2 separate regions of the Ovis aries genome follow, and region 1 is linked to region 2. A link is a contact called in public Hi-C data. All regions are on one chromosome and are shown on one strand. Each heading gives the region's core, a stretch centred on a gene start, on an enhancer-like site or on the middle of the called end of the contact. The rest is flanking DNA. Distances are from core to core; before and after follow the strand shown.

Region 1 (3,634 bases), core at 653-3,152, 44 kb after region 2:
AATTAAAAGATGCTTACTCCTTGGAAGGAAAGTTATGACCAACCTAGATAGCATATTCAAAAGCAAAGATAGTACTTTGCCAACAAAGGTCCATCTAGTCAAGGCTATGGTTTTTCCAATGGTCATATATGGATATGAGAGTTGGACTGTGAAGAAAGCTGAGTGCTGAAGAATTGATGCTTTTGAACTGTGGTGTTGGAGAAGACTCTTGAGAGTCCCTTGGACTGCAAGGAGATCCAACCAGTCCATCCTAAAAGAGATTGGTCCTGGGTGTTCATTGGAAGGACTGATGCTGAGGCTGAAACTCCAGTACTTTGGCCACCTCATGTGAAGAGTTGACTCATTGGAAAAGACCCTGATGCTGGGAAGGATTGGGGGCAAGAGGAGAAGGGGATGACAGAGGATGAGATGGCTGGATGGCATCACCGACTCGATGCACATGAATTTGAGTGAACTCTGGGAGTTAATGATGGACAGGGAGGCTGCGATTCATGGGGTCGCAAAGAGACACGACTGAGCGACTGAACTGAATTGAACTGAATGTCTTCAGGGTGTAGCTGTGTTTTAGCAGGTGTGAGGGTTTCATTCCCTTTAAAAGCTGGGTAGGTCCACCTATTGAATGGATGGACCACGACTTGTTTATCCCTTCATACACAGACGGACTTTTGGCGACTGTGATAGGGCGGCTGTGATCACCCATTTAGCAGCCTTTCATGTGGACATGTCTTCATTTCTCTTGGGAATAAACCCAGAAGAGGAATCGCTAGGTGACATGATAACTCTCAGGGCTTCCCTGGTGGCTCAGCTGGTAAAGAACCTGCCTGCAACGTGGGAGAATTGGGTTCAATCCCTGGGTCAGGAAGATGGGAATGGCTACCCACTCCAGTATTTTTGCCTGGAGAATTCCATGGACAGAGGAGCCTGGCGAGCTATAGTCCATGGGGTCCAAGAGAATTGAACATGACTGAGTGAGTTAATACTTTCACTTTCATAGCAACTCTTAGTGACTAAACAGTGACAACCATGGTAACTCTATATTTAATTGATGGACTGCCAGCCCTGAGAATCCTTTAATATCCATGCCTGATCCAGTCACAGCCCTGATCAGGGCCCTCTAACAGTGTCTGACCTCATAGCCCAGGCCCTGCTGGCCCCCCTTCTGCCCTCCACCCTCCACCCACTGGCTTCCATCCTGGGACGCAGCCCCCAGGCTCCCGCCCACTGCAGGGGTTTGGCAAGCACCAGGTTCTCCACATGGAGCTCTCCTGCCTCCCTCCTGCTTTTCTTTGGTCCTCCCAGAATTCCTCCCAGAAACACAGGCAGGCTCCCAGAAGTCCTTTCCTACTTTGCTTCCATGACATTTATGCAATTAGTTCATTAGAATCCACGTCTGGAGGCACCAGAAACGCAAGTACTCTGTGTTTTAAAGTACATAATAGATTGTGGGACTGATTACAAAACCTAATACAATTTTTTTTTCATGGAAAAAAAAGCACACAATAGATGTTTCAAATCATTCAGTAGAAGAAGAAATTCTTTGAGCAAAAGGCCATCCAGACCTGTTTTAATTTCTAAATAGGATTGGGATGGGCTGAGCTCCCTTTTGCCCGAATAACATTCTGCAGTCCTCGGCTCTTTTCTGCTAAGAGTATTTTGGTTTCCCTTTGGGGTCTCTCTCCCCACTCTTAGTCTAGGGGAGGTTAGAAACCCAGACTCGGCCAGCCAGTCTGTCTTTGGCAGCTGAAGTTGATTCATGGAGACAAATGGCTCAGGTGGGGGCAATGAGAAGCCACCCAGGCCTGCTCTCATTTTCTCCATGGAGACGCTGAGCTGGCACAATGTGGCCAGGATTTGAGGAGAGACTGCCCAGGAATGAAGCCATGCGGGGAAAAGTCAGACTGAAACAGGAAGAGAGGTGGATGACACACCTGGATTAAGTCATGCCTTATGTCCAGGTGAGTCAATACATTCCCCCATGCATAAATCAGTCTGAACTGGGTTTCTGTACTACGTAATCAAAAGATTCCTGGTTAATGCAGGGTCTTCATGCGTGTGTGCTCAGCCACTTCAGTTGTGTCCAACTCTTTGTGACCTTATGGAGCCCACCAAGCTCCTCTGTCCATGGGGATTCTCCAGGCAAGAATACTGGAGTGGACTGCTGTGCCCTCCTCCAGGGGCTATTCGCAACTCAGGGATTGAACCCGTGTCTCTTCCATTGTAAGCAGATTCTTTACCACTGAGCCACCGGGGAAGCCCTGTGCAGGGTCTACAGCCCAGAAAAGTTTTGTAATCTTAGCCCATTTTCCTATCAGGTGGATTTTTTTCTTAGTGATTTGTAAGAACAATTAGTATATTAGGAACTTTTTACCATATACTTTGCAAAGGTTTTCCCTGATCTGTTTGTGCATGTTTGTATGTATTTCTTTATAGAAGGTTTTGCCATGCATAATACCAAAAATTGTTGTATGATCAAATGTCTGTCTTTCCTCCCATAATTTGTGGTCTTTAATTTTACTGTATCTTTTTAAGGCAATGCCCTTTATCAGATCAACAAGTTGTTGTTCTACTACTGGGTTGCTAGACGATTTTTTAAAAATCACAAATGAGTGTTCAATTGTTTCAAGTCCTCCTTCTGCAGCTGTTAAGATGATCATGGATTTTGTTTTCCTTTAACCTGTAATGGGAAGTACATTCATCAGTTTCCTGACATTGAAATCCCACTGTAAGCCCAGCATGGTCAGAGGTCTAACATTTTTTGTTGTATAGCTGACTTTATTAACAGTTTCTTTGGGTTTTATGCATTCACCATCAGGAATTAGATTGGTCTTTTAACTTTCGTTTTGGAGTTGAGATCATGCTAGCCTTCCATGATTTTTTTTTAAACATTTTTTTGGCTGTGCCAGGTAGCATGAGGGGTCCTCTCCGATCTGAGGTCAAACCCATTCTCCCTCTTCATTCCCCCTCAAAGTTGAGAGTCTTAACCACTGGATCACCAGGAAGTCTCTGAAAATTTTAAGACAACGAGTTTTCTGTTCCACGATCACAGTAAAAACTCACCTGTGAAACCAGCCATATCTGGTGTGCTTGTGTGTGAGTTTTGGTCAAACATTGTGGCAGTAACCGAAGACCATGTAAATGAGAACGAGAGGCTATGTGCTCACCGTGCTCTGATAGGGAAGTAGCCCGCTCGCTTGCATGCTGGAGAGATTCAAGGCAGACAGAGGAGGGGGCAGCTCCATCGTGAAAGGGGAGCTCAGGGGGCTCAGGTGCACTCCAAAAGGGACTATGGGCTTGAGGAAGCTGTGGGTGGCCAACTGAAGGTGCTGCAACCCATCTGGTTGGTTACAGCAGCGTACTTGACTTTCTCTGGTTGGTCCTGAGCCGGAAGTGGAGGCAGAAATTAGGGAAGCTGGCAGGTATTGGCCAAGTCCTGGCCGTTTGGGGCTGGCTGAGTTCTGTTGGCATATCTAGTAGCTGTGTGTGTGTGTGTGTGTGCGTGCGTGTGTGTGTGTGTGTGCGCGTGCGCGCACGGTCGTGTCTGACTCCTTGCGGCCCCCTAGACTGTGGCCTTCCAGGCTCCTCGGTCCATGGAATTTCCCAGGCAAGAACACCAGAGTGGGTTGCCAATTTTTCC
Region 2 (3,415 bases), core at 682-3,181:
CTTCTCTGATCCAAATATCCAAACAGAAACCCCACAGCCCAGATCCTGAGCTCTCTCAGCTTACCTCTAGGAGGATAGAGTGGAAGGGTCCTTCTTGGGGTCACTAATAGGCCCACCCTGGTTGGGCCTATGGTTTGCCCTATCTGGCCTGAAGCCTGTCACTGGTGGGAAAAAACAGGCCATTGGTGGCAGCTTCTTCATCCAGAGTTCTTTCATTTGATCCTCTGAGCATGGCAGGCAGACAGAACTTTCCACAACAGCAGAAAAAGCAATCTTCACATCAAAGGAAAGTTCTGTCTCTGTGTACAGCATGGTACTCTGTCTCTGGGCTTCGTGTAAACACGCTGATAGAAATTGTAGCTACTCATAAGTGACGCAAGTGACCAAGAGTTAGCATCGCCCAGCACTACACTCTGAGCCCGAAATGCAGGAGCCCTGGGAACCGCCCCTCCCTTGGGGCCCCGCAGGACCTGGGCCTGGCGGAGTTTCCCAGGGAACATCAGCAGCAGAGGCAGGAGGAGAAACCCCATCAGGGCAGTGCAGTGTTCTGGCCCAGGGCTTTGCACCTTGAGTGTTGATGAATTTGTTGATTTTGTTGGAACGAGATCAACATGGTGGGGCAACGGCTTCTCGTAACCAAGTTCCTGCCCCCTACTACAGACTGCTGGCCCATCTCCAGCATCCAGGTCTCTCGCCAGCGTTAGGGGCCAAACTGCGCCCCTCAATATTTATACGCTGAAGTGTTAACTCCAGTACTCCAGCATGTGACCTTATTTGGAAATGGAATCGCTGCAGATGTCACTGGTTAAGATGAGATCAAACTGGAGTAGGGTGGGCCCTACTCCCTGGACACCAGTAGGCTGGTGTCCTTATTAAAAAGAGAAATTTGGACTTCCCTGGTGGCCCAGTGGTTAAGAAACTGCCTCCCAATGCAGGAGACACAGGTTCAACCCCTGCTCTGGGAAGATTTCACACGCAGAGGGGCAAATAAGCCCTGTGAGCCACAACTATCAAGCCTATGTGTTCTAGAGCTCATGCTCTGCAACAAGAAGCCTCTGCAATGAGAAGCCCGTGGACCACAATGAACAGTAGCCGTCGCTCACCGCAACTAGAGAAAGCCAGCGAGCAGCAACAGAGACCCAGTGAAGCCAAAAATACATAAATAAAACTTAAAAAAATTTTTTTAATAATATTTGGTTGCACCAGGTCTTCGTTGTGGCATGTGGTATCTTCTATTTCCTTGCAGCATGCAGGATCTTTCCTCATGGCATGTGGGATCTAGTTCCCTGACCAGGGATAAACCCAGCCACCTGCATTGGGAGCAGGGAGTCTTAGCCACAGGACCCACCAGGGAAGTTCTGCACTTTGATTCTAATCCGGGAGGTTTCCAAGCAGAAGGGCAGGGCCACTGAAGCCCACGTTTTGGGAAAACTGCCCTGAGAGTGATACAAGCCATGATAGAAAGTGACAAATGACAGGGAGATGGGTTGGGCTGGGCCTTCTGTACAGCTTCTTCTGTGTTCCCTCAGGTTTGAGGAAGCATCCCCTTGCCTTCCCAGTGGGCAGAGGGAGCTGTGCTTATCACATATCATGCCCTTCTCCCCAAGTTCTCGATACGGAGGGAGACCCTGGTCCTCAATGACCTTGGTTATCTGTCTGCCTTGCTTATGGGCCTTGCCCTTCTAGTGCTTCTCCTGCCCTCTGTCAAGCACCTTCGAGGTCCAGTTGTGGGGCAGGGAGCAGTGGCCAGGAAGGATCTGACCCCTTTGGCCAGGCACAGCGACAGGTGGGCTGAAAGATGAACCACTAAACATGATCCTGAGGGCAGAGCTGGAGCGGCTCAGTTTCAGCCCCTCGGGTGCGAGCATGACTGCGCAGCTTTATATAGCTCTGCCGGTCCTATATAAGAAGGTGCCCTGGCCAACAGGAGCACGGAGAGCATTGTGGCAGCAGTGCTGGAGGTCACTGTCAGTCAGAAGAGCCTGCACACAGTCCGGGTCCGTGCACCTTCCTTCCCCGAGCAGGAGGGTCCCCACAGGGGTGGCCCAAACCATTGCTGCCAGGATGCCCAGCAGAACAGCCCGCTATGCCCGCTACAGCCCAAGGCAGCGGCGCCGGAGACTCCTGGCTGATCGCAGTGTGCACTTCCCTAATGACGTCCTGTTCTTGGACCACATCCGCCAAGGCGACCTGGAGCAGGTGGGGCGCTTCATCCGGACTCGGAAAGTCTCCCTGGACACCATCTACCCCTCGGGTGAGTGCCTGCGGGGCCAGTGAGGCTCTGTGGGGTGGCAGGGGAAGGCCTGAGCCTTGACCCCTCCTGTCCTGTCCAGGCCTGGCTGCCCTTCATGAAGCGGTGCTTTCTGGAAACCTCGAGTGCGTGAAGCTGCTAGTCAAATACGGGGCAGACATTCATCAGCGAGACGAGACAGGCTGGACACCCCTGCACATCGCCTGCAGTGACGGATACCCTGATATAGCCAGGTGAGAGGGTGGCCTCAAGGATGTAGTCCCCCCAAAGGTGGCCCTGCTAGTGTAGCTAAAAACCCTAAGGGCTTCTGTAATCTCCTTTCTGCCCTGTTGCCTCCCAAGAGCAAACTGCAAAAGTTAGCGAAACTTCCAAAGGGTCGGTTTCTTTCTCCTCACCTCACCTGGAAAGAGAAAAAACAGGTAGATCTCAGAACCGCAGGCTGCTACCTTCAGGCAGGGGTGAGCATTCTCTGGGCCACGTTTCCTCCTCAACTAGGGCTGCCCTTTGCACCCAGGTACCTCATTTCCCTGGGGGCGGACAGAGAAGCTGCGAACGACGATGGAGATCTGCCTTCAGACCTCATTGACCCGGAATTCAAGGACTTGGTGGAGCTATTCAAAGGGACTAAGATGGACTGAGCCCAGCCCTGCCCTCCCAGGGCGCTAGCTCTGCCTGGAGAAGTCAGGTGCCCATCTCCCCCGGAAGCCAGGAGTGCCCCACCAGCTGGGCTATGGGCCGGCCAGACTGGCCGGGACCCCACACAAGGGCAAAAGCCCTCCCCTCTCCCAACCGCGGCCTGGGTTTTTCTTCGGGTGAAATTTTTTTTTTTTTATTGCTATACTTTTTACTTTTTCAATAAACGTGATTCCTAAGCCCGTGGTGATGGCCTGATTACTGGAGATCGTCCTGTCCAGTCCTTCGGCTCCGGTTGCTCTGGTGGTCAGCGGACAACCGCCGTCCACTCTGGTCTGGGGATCCTGCAGTGTCGGAGCAAGGAGCTAGAGTCTCGCGGCTCCCGACCGCCGGTCCCTGCCGTCCATCGATCCCGCTACCCCCAGGCCCTGTCTGTCCCAGAACTCCGACCCCGCTGGCCCAGGAGACTGGCCTCGACATCCCTCGTCCCCGGCTGGCAGGAACTCCAGGAACCCCAGACCCCAGCCTCTC

The links. A called contact is a pair of places that touch in the nucleus more often than the background predicts.
Region 1: a contact with region 2 is called in a Hi-C map of mixed tissues, with 2.7 times the contacts expected there. The contact joins the enhancer-like site here to the promoter of PPP1R27 in region 2. A contact is called at or near these places in 4 of 16 Hi-C or Micro-C datasets (mixed tissues, retroperitoneal adipose tissue and tail adipose tissue).

The regions. Positions count from the first base shown.
Region 1 is chr11:50,587,524-50,591,157 of ARS-UI_Ramb_v3.0, forward strand. No RefSeq gene overlaps it. Among named protein-coding and RNA genes, the nearest start is that of SLC25A10, 20 kb to the right of the region's middle. Within about 2 kb of position 1,903, at least 5 of the 54 cell types and tissues checked have an H3K27ac peak or open chromatin away from gene starts, as enhancers often do.
Region 2 is chr11:50,543,772-50,547,186 of ARS-UI_Ramb_v3.0, forward strand. It overlaps PPP1R27 (protein phosphatase 1 regulatory subunit 27), which reads left to right and starts at 1,932. Exons shown (of 3, transcript XM_004013068.5): 1 at 1,932-2,254; 2 at 2,334-2,484; 3 at 2,766-3,130. The coding sequence starts at 2,065. The coding sequence ends at 2,889.